Linked DNA regions of Ovis aries: region 1 is linked to region 2. Evidence: chromatin contacts called from public Hi-C data. All regions are on one chromosome and are shown on one strand. The core of a region is the stretch at or near the end of the contact, and the rest is flanking DNA. Distances in the headings are between cores, read along the strand shown. Region 1 overlaps ATP2C2 (ATPase secretory pathway Ca2+ transporting 2). Region 2 holds the start of NECAB2 (N-terminal EF-hand calcium binding protein 2).

The links. Hi-C and Micro-C count contacts between places; a contact is called where the count stands out from the background.
Region 1: a Hi-C map of liver shows a contact between it and region 2, with 4 times the contacts expected there. The contact joins the enhancer-like site here to the promoter of NECAB2 in region 2. A contact is called at or near these places in 3 of 16 Hi-C or Micro-C datasets (hypothalamus, liver and tail adipose tissue).

Annotation. Positions count from the first base shown.
Region 1 is chr14:10,203,190-10,207,505 of ARS-UI_Ramb_v3.0, forward strand. The region is part of intron 11 of ATP2C2 (ATPase secretory pathway Ca2+ transporting 2); the gene reads left to right. Among named protein-coding and RNA genes, the nearest start is that of ATP2C2, 57 kb to the left of the region's middle. Within about 2 kb of position 2,587, at least 5 of the 54 cell types and tissues checked have an H3K27ac peak or open chromatin away from gene starts, as enhancers often do. A contact at or near this core is called in liver, where this site is marked.
Region 2 is chr14:9,829,309-9,833,546 of ARS-UI_Ramb_v3.0, forward strand. It overlaps NECAB2 (N-terminal EF-hand calcium binding protein 2), which reads left to right and starts at 2,166. Exons shown (of 12, transcript XM_042231500.2): 1 at 2,166-2,465. The coding sequence starts at 2,241. It overlaps OSGIN1 (oxidative stress induced growth inhibitor 1), which reads left to right. Exons shown (of 8, transcript XM_042231496.1): 8 at 1-784. The coding sequence ends at 425.

The sequences.
Region 1 (4,316 bases), core at 1,337-3,836, 370 kb after region 2:
CTTATGCATTCCAGTCCCCTATGATGAAAAGGACATCTTTTTTTTTTTTTTTTTTTTGGTGTTAGTTCTAGAAGGTCTTGTAGGTCTTCACAGAACCATGCAACTTCCACTTCTTTAGCATTAGTTTTGGGGGCATAGACTTGGGTTACTGTGATGCTGAATGGTTTGCCTTGGAAATGAACCAAGGTCTTTCTGTCATTTTTGAGATTGCCGCCCATGTGCTGCATTTTGGACTCTTGTTGACTATGAGGGCTACTCCATGTCTACTAAGGGATTCTTGCCCACAGTAGTAGATGTAATGGTCATTTGAATTAATTTGCCCATTCTTGTCCATTCAGTCACTGATTCTTAAAATATTGATGTTCACTCTTGCCATCTCCTGTTTGACCACTTCCAAAGGTGATATGTGGGAAATTATTTTAATATTTATTAAATATTTAATGTTGGTGAGCAAAAATTTATACTTAGTACATCAAACCCATGATGTAAACAAACTTAGATGCCCATCAATTAATGGACAGATGAGCAACATGCAGTGTGTTATTACTCAGCCACAAGAAAGAGTGAAGCACTGCATTTGATACAGGGTGGTTGCCATAGAAACATGAGGCTAAGAGGAGGGTGAATGGATGGTGCATGTCTGACTCTTTGTGACCCCCACGGACTGTAGCCTGCCAGGCTCTTCTGTCCTTGGGATTTCTCATGCTAGAATACTGGAGTGGGTTGCCATTTCCTCCTCCAGGGGATCTTCCCGACCCAGGGATCCGCCTCCTTATTGGCAGGCAGATACGTTAGTACTGATCCACCTGGGAAGCCCGAAGAGGAGGAAACCAGACACAAATGGCCGTATACTATGACTTTGTTTTTATGAAGTGAAGTGAAAGTCGAATCCTGGAGTGGGTAGCCTTTCCCTTCTCCAGGGGATCCAACCCAGGTCTCCTGCATTGCAGGCGGATTCTTTACCAGCTGAGCCGCAAGGGAAGCCCAAGAGTACTGGAGTGGGTAGCCTATCTCTTCTCCAGGGGCTCTTCCTGACCCAGGAATCGAACTGGGGTCTCCTGCATTGCAGGCAGATTCTTTACCAACTGAGCTATCAGGGAAACCCAAGAATAATGGAGTGAATAGCCTATCCCTTCTCCAGCAGATCTTTCTGACCCAAGAATTGAACCGGGGTCTCCTGCATTGCAAGTGGATTCTTTACCAACTGAACTATCAGGGAAGCCATTTGTTCTCATAAAATGCCCCAAATAGGCAAATCCATACAGACAGAAAAAGTGCCTGCCAGGAGATGAGGTCAGGAAATAAAGAGGGACCACAACAGTTATGGGGATTCTTTAGAGGGTGATTAAGAGGTTCTAAAAGTGATTATGGTGATGGTTATACAACTCTGAATATACTAAAAACCATTGGATTGTATACTTTAGAAGGGCGCGTTTTATGATATGTGAATTACACCTTAACAAAGAAAACAAAGCAGGTAATTAAGAAAGTTGTTATTACAAGGATCCTTGGAGCCTTTCTAATTTATACAAAAAAAGGAAACTGCTTGCAAACAGCTGAGTTGGAACTGCCATTATAGTAAACGACAGTGACGCACCTCCCAGTGGATGGGGCATCCGGTGTGAAGTGTGGAGGCCGTGGGGTGCCGGCCGGTGTAGGCAGGAGAACCTTGCAGTGGGGGTGGGATGCACACATCTCTGGTACTTAGTCAAGTCTGTCTGTGTATAAATGAATGGATGCCTTTACCTGGCAGTTAGCAGTAGGAAGAGATTCAGGTATGGGTCTTTTAACATTCCAATTGCCTCTTTTTAAACCATGGGGCACTGTGTGCATTGAGAAGCAGGCGGGCGAAGTCCACCTGTGGGCAGGTGTGTGTCCTATTACAGAAGTATTCAATGACTATTTTTTTTTTTGAGGGTTTTTTTTTTTAAGGATTTTTTAAAGTACTTATTTATTTGGCTGTGCTGGGGCTGAGTTGCAGCATGTGGGATCTTTAGTTGTGGCCTGTCGGATCTAGGTCCCTGACCAGGGATGGAACCCTGTTCCCTTGCACTGGGAGGGTGCAGTCTTAGCCACTGGACCACCAGGGAGTCCCCGAAGGTGTTCTTTTGAATAGACAAAGTCATGATCTTAAGTTGAATAGGGCACCTGACTGTCTCCGGAGCCATGCACGCCCTGAATGGTATAAAGCAAAACAGAACCCAGGGCTTTCGATGGCCGCTTTTCCTTGTGTCTGTATCTGAATGTTGAGTACACTAGGTGAGTCGGTTCTAGAATCTTCAGGAAAGTGAAGGGGGCACAGCCAGGGTCGAGGAGGGGTGGGGCTCTGAAGGAACACGTGGCCTTGTTCATCATGGACCACTCTGCCGGGCAGGCTGGTCTCCTGATGGGGAAGCTGGAGCTTAGGCCAGCACACTTGCCCACAGTTACAGGATTCCGGGAGCAGAGGAGACAGACTGCCAACCCCATGCATTCTGCTCCAAAGCCAGGGTCCCGGTCAGTGCCCCCGGGCAGGACAGGGACTCTCCTCCTGCCCCCTGCAGCCCTGGCATTTGGCTTGTTTGCTTGCCCCGCGCGTGTTTGCTGAGCAACCGTTCACTGTGTACTCAATGCTGTTGGAGCTGGACCTTGGAGTCTGCAGGCTGGCGGGGAAAGCAAACGTGAACAATTTAAGTGAATGTTAGCAAAACAGTCACAACTTCTGATAAGTACTGCAAAGGAGATGACAGCTGAGAGAGGGATTAAATGGGGAGATCGGAAGGAGTGTCCCCAGAAAAGGCAGCTGGAGAAGGTTTCTCTGAGGAGTTGAAGCTGGAGAGCTGCGGACCTGCTAGGGGTGGGAAGGGCGAGCGTTCAGATGGGAATGGCGGCAGAGGACTGGCAGGGCAGAGGCATGGAGCAGGCAGCAAGCCTGGCTCATCCGCGGAACCCAGAAGGAGGTGCAGCTGGCTAGGGGATGAGACCAGATGGGGTCGGGGGGGGGGTCCCTTGGGGGCTGATCACATGGAACCTCTTAGGCCCCGTTTCTTCCAGAGCCCAATCACATCCTCAGAACCCTTCTCCATGCGCCGTGCGGCCATCTCTGCTCTTCTTTGGAGCAGAGAGGCGGTGGGAGGCGTGAACCCCAGCGTGTTCCAAGGTGCGGGAGGAGAGAGCAGGGGCCTGGCCTGCTGCCTGTGTTGTGGACAGGAGGCGAGGGCAGGGCTTCCTAGAAGAGGAGGACGCTGTAGAGCTGGGGGCCTTGGACTTGAGCGTAACCAACCTCACCGTGTGAGGGTCCACGGGAGAGCTTGTCCCCAACAGATTGCAGGGACTGTGACTTAGGCTAGGGGGTGGGGGGGATAGGAGACCCTGGATTCCTAACAGGCTCCCTGGGGATACGGATGCTGTCGGTTCAGGAAGCATCAGTCTGAGAAGTGAGGCCGTGGCTGCAGCCACCCTAGCTGGGACTCCAGCAAGAGGTGGGGCCAGGGAGGAAGGCTGGGTGCTGGAAAGGGGGCTCAGGTGACTAGGTCTTTCAAAGGCTGGGGTGGGGGCAGAGGGTGAGCCTCAGCCGTGAGGGGCTCCCAGAAAAAGCAGAGCCTTCAGACCATTATGAATGAGAACCTCCTCCACGTAAGGACGTGTCCCGACCCATGTCATCAACCGTGGAAAGTTCCATGAGCCAAAAAGACTGTTAAATAGTTCCAGCTCTGTACGAGAATAGGCTCCTGTGTCCACCCCAACCCCACCTCCCCAGGGTGATTTTTTTGAAAATATTTATTTATTTATTTAGCTGTACCAGGTCTTAGTTCCCTGACCAGGGATCAAACGCAGAACTCCAGCATCGGGAGTGTGGCATCTTAGCCACCGGACCACTAGGGAAGTCCCTCCCCAGGGTTATTTCTGATTTCTGGTCTTAACAGCTCCTTTCACCCCATTCATCACACTCTACCTTCAATAAACTCGAAAGAAAACCAACTCTTTTTGTTTCACTTGTGGCTTGGGAAACATGAGGCTGTTCAGTTTTGCTTTGTCTTTGACACTTATTTCTTTATTAGGCTGTGCCGGGCCTCCTAGCTACAGCATGTGAGCTCTTAGTTGCAGCTTGTGGGATTTAGTTCTCCGATCAGGGATCAAACCCGGGGCCCCTGCATTGGGAACCCGGAGTCTCAGCCACTGGACCACATGGGAAGGGGACTGGCTGGGCAGAGGTATGAAGGAAGGAGCAAGGGAAGTCCCAAGACTCTTCAGTTTTTAGCAGAAGTGAAATCACTCAGAACCTCTCAATCATAAGGTAGAAATGGCAAGATAGCCAGTTTGCAAGAGATTTTCCA
Region 2 (4,238 bases), core at 916-3,415:
ACCACAAGGTGCACCAGATGATGCGCGAGCGGTCCATCCTGTCCCCCAGTCCCTACGAGGGCTACCGCAGCCTCCCCGAGCACCAGCTGCTGCTCCTCAAGGAGGACCGCCAGGCCGTGTTCCGTGACCCCCAGGGCCTCCAGAAGGTCTTCGGCGTGGCCCTGGTGCTGCTGCTCATCGGCTCCCACCCCGATCTGTCCTTCCTCCCGGGGGCGGGCGCCGACCTCGCCGTGGACCCAGACCAGCCACTGAGTGCCAAGAGGAACCCCGTTGACGTGGACCCCTTCACCTACCAGAGCATCCACCAGGAGGGCCTGTACGCCATGGGGCCACTGGCCGGGGACAACTTTGTGCGCTTCGTGCAGGGCGGGGCCCTGGCTGTGGCCAGCTCCCTGCTGCGCAAGGAGGCCAGGAAGCCACCCTAGCACCCGCCCAGCAGCCTGACACCCAGGCCCTAAGAGGAGGGAGATCACCACAGCCCTGCTGGACGCAGAGTCCGTCCCAAGATGCCCCAGTGATGGAAGGGGCCTCTCCTGCAGGAGACAGGAGCGGCCATGAGCCCACGCAGCAGGCCTCTCAGATGAAGAGTGGGAAACCCAGACTGCCCGGACTCAGACCAGGGTGGAAACAGTGGCCACAGGACACGGTAGGCCCAGAGCTGTAATTGGGGGTGAAGTGGCCTGTGTGAGCCGGGATCACCAGGGCCCGCAGAGCACTGAGCCAGGACTTCCAGGCCCCGCTCTTTCCAGAATCAGGTCCCAAATAAAACCAGCACCTGCCTCCACTCCTGTGTCCGAGGACTCTGCTTGGGGAGGGCGCCAGGTGCCCAGGACCCTGCCCCCGGAGCTGCCCAGTCAGGGCAGGGGCAGAAGCACAGGGTCATGTGGGAGAAGGTCCCGGGGCTGGGGGACACTGGGTGGTGCCCCAAGTGGAAGGGTAGATGTGACTGAGGAGCGGGTGCCGGGGAGGCTTTCCCAGCCCCACTCAGTCCCTCTCCCTTCAGTGGCTCCTTTGTGATCCCCACACTTGCACCTGCCACAGGGCCTTTGCACAGGCTAAGCTCTAGCCCAGGGAACTTCCCCATCCTCTCTGTAACTCCTCCTCCTCCTTACACTCTTGGAGCATAAGGACCATTTCCTCTAGGAAGCCTCTTCTGACATATGCCCCTCCGTGGCCCTCAGGTAGAACCCACTCTGGTGGGTCAGGGTGCCACCCTTCATTGCAGTTCAGTTCTCACTCTTCCTTACTTGTGGGATCATTCCAGTGTTTGGAGAAGGAAATGGCAACCCACTCCAGTATTCTTGCCTGGAGAATCCCATGAACGGAGGAGCTTGGTGGGCTACAGTCCACGGGTCGCAAAGAGTCGGACACGACTGAGAGACTTCACTTTCACTTTCACTTCCAGTATCTGGCTCCACCCACTTGGCTGTAAGCTCCAGGAGGCCAAGGCAAGCCCTCCTGTTTTCCCGATGTTCTTGGAACCCAGTGCGGCCACCAGGCCTAGCACCCAGCAGGGGCTCCTTTAATTCTCTGGTTCGGTGGGTGGGAGTCTGGAAGGATGGACGCAGGGAGTATAAGGGGAAGAGGGTGTTCCAGGGGTGGGGAACACTAGTTCTGGGCGTTGTTTAACTCGCGGGGGAGGTCTGAGGGGCGTGCACCCGGTGGAAGGGACGAGTGGGTACTTGCGGAGTGGAGAAGGCCCCAGTGCGTGGGCGCGCGTTCCTTGGGCTGCAGCCGGCAGAGGGCGCTACCGGCTCGCCGGACACAGCGCTCCGGCCCCGGCGGCGGCGCCACGGAGTGGAGGAGGGGGGATTCTTCTGGAGGGCGGGCAGGGGGAGACTTTCGGAATGGGGGCAGCCCCCAGGGATGCACCCCCGAAGCCAGACCCCCAAAACCCCGCGCCTGCCAGGCAGCCCCCTCCGTGGCCGGGCCGGGGTCTAGCTCCCCAGCCCCGCGGCCCACTGCCGGCAGCCCCCTGCCGCCGCGCCCGGCCGCCGGGGGCGGGGGCGGTGGCCCACGGGGCACGTGGCTCCGGGTCCGGGCGGGGCGGCGCCCACCCCCTCCCGTCCCCCAGCGCCGGCCCGTCCCCGCGTGGCCGCGGCCGCGGGGGCAGAGGGAGGGAGGGCGGGGCGCGGGCGGCGGCGGCGGGCGGCGCCGGGGAGGGGGTCGCGCGGGGGCGGGCCGCGGGCCGGGCGGGGGTCGGCGGGCTTCCGGGCGGCGGCGGCGGCGGGCGCGGCGCGATGTGCGAGCGGGCGGCGCGCCTGTGCAGGGCCGGCGCGCACAGGCTGCTCCGGGAGCCGCCGCCGCAGGGCCGGGCGCTGGGCGGGCTGCTGCGCTGGGTGGGCGCCAGGATGGGCGAGCCCCGGGCGCCGCTGGCCCCCGACGCCCCCAACACCCCCGTCGCGGACCCCGGCCCCTACCCGGGCCCCGCCTCGCCGCGCGGGGGCACCGCCGTCATCCTGGACGTGAGTACGCGCGGGCCGGGACCCGTTCTCCCCACCGGGCGACGCGGACGCCACGCTCCCGGGACCCCGCTGGGACCTGCAAGACCCCCTTCTGCTTGAGGGGCAGGGGTCCCCGGGCAGGGACGCTGGCCCGCACCCCGGGGGTCCAGAGCGGGATCCACCGGCTCCTCCTTGTGCAGAGCGCGGCCCCCAGCTCTTCGGCCCCCGGGCCGGTCTCCGTGCGGGTCCCGTCTCGTCCCCGGACCGGGACGACCCCTTTACCTCCCTCCCCTTCTCGGGATCTCCACATTCTCGGAGCCGGGACCCTGGAGCCCCTCGACCCGGCCACCGCCCCCTACTTCTGTCCTGGCCAAACCCTCATCTTTCTCCAGCCCGCGCTTCATCCTTCACCCAGCTCCTTCCCGGGACGCGAGTCCCAGACCGCCGTCGGCCCCTGCTCCTGCCCGCCCCACCGACCCCTGCCCCCCGTCCTTACTTTTCTAAGACTCTCCCCCCAACCCACCCCATCACACACACAATCCCTGGGTCCAGGGCCATTTTTCTTGTCCGAGCTTTGGACCTTAAGCCCTTGTATCCTCAACCCTTTTGCCTCAGGCACCACCTTTTTAAAAGCAAAGCCCCCTCCCCACCTGCCTTCCTCTCTCCTTTCAGTAGGACTGGAGCCATCCCCCATCCTCTCTGAGGACCACCACTCCATTCTGAGCCAGTCCTTGATCCCCTTCCCCCGCTCCCCCCTCCCTCTCCCTCTCCTCACCCCTCCCTCTCCCTTTCCTCACCCCTCCCCCTGCTCACCCCCTCCCCTTTTCACCCTCTCTCCTCCTCACCCCCACTCCGCACCCCTCCCCCACGTCCTCTGGAGCCCAAACCGCCCCACCTCACCCTCCCACCCACTCTCCTCTGTAGGAGGGAGCCTTCTGCAGGGTGGGGGGGCGTCCCCCGTGGGGTGCTCTGCCCACCCCAAGGGGCAGCATGGCAGTGGGGTGTGCCTGTCCTAGGGAGGGTCCTCCGAGGTGGGTGACACGGGGCTGGGGGTGCCATGTTTATGTATGGTGGGTGGGTTTCAGGGAGAGGTGTGTGTATCACATCCTGGTGAGAGGGGGACAGTGTGGGTTTCCTCTCGCCCCTCCACCCCCACCACGTTCCTGTTGGAGCCTCCATCGCTGGCTCTCAGCCGACAGGGCAGGGGGTGATCTGCCGCACGTGGCCATGGCTCCCAGGCTTCCCAGAACGTGCTCACACACAGCCCACTCGCACCTGCACAGGTGAGCCCTCTCAAAGCCCCAGTGAGTTCGCAGCTGAAAGCCCTTGCAGCGGACAGCTCTGTCCAGGCCCCCCCCCTTTTGCACAGGACAGGACGTGGACTCTGGAGTCCTCACGCCACGCTGCTGGCTCTGAGCCCCAGTCTCCTCATCTGTGAAATGGGGGTGATGAGCGAGTGCCAGGGCCACATCTCCTGTCAGGTCAGTCACTTTAACGCTCACCCCCGGCCCCGGCACCTGAAGGTGGGACTCCAGCCTCCTCGGGAACCTTGCAGTCAGGAGCAGGCAGTGTGCGGTGCACAAGCTGGGGTGCTGGCAGCTGCCCCCTTTTCTGCCCCAGCTGCTCCAGACCTGTGTCCCCTGCCCCAACTTGGGGTTCAGCTCAAGAAAGGGGGAATGTTTGAGAATATCTTTCCTGAGCTGCTGCTTCAGTTTGTCACAGCCCGGGTGCCTGACAATGGATGCCTGCCCTACTGCTTGGAGGGAGGGGCCCAGCTCCCGCTCTCCAAGGTGT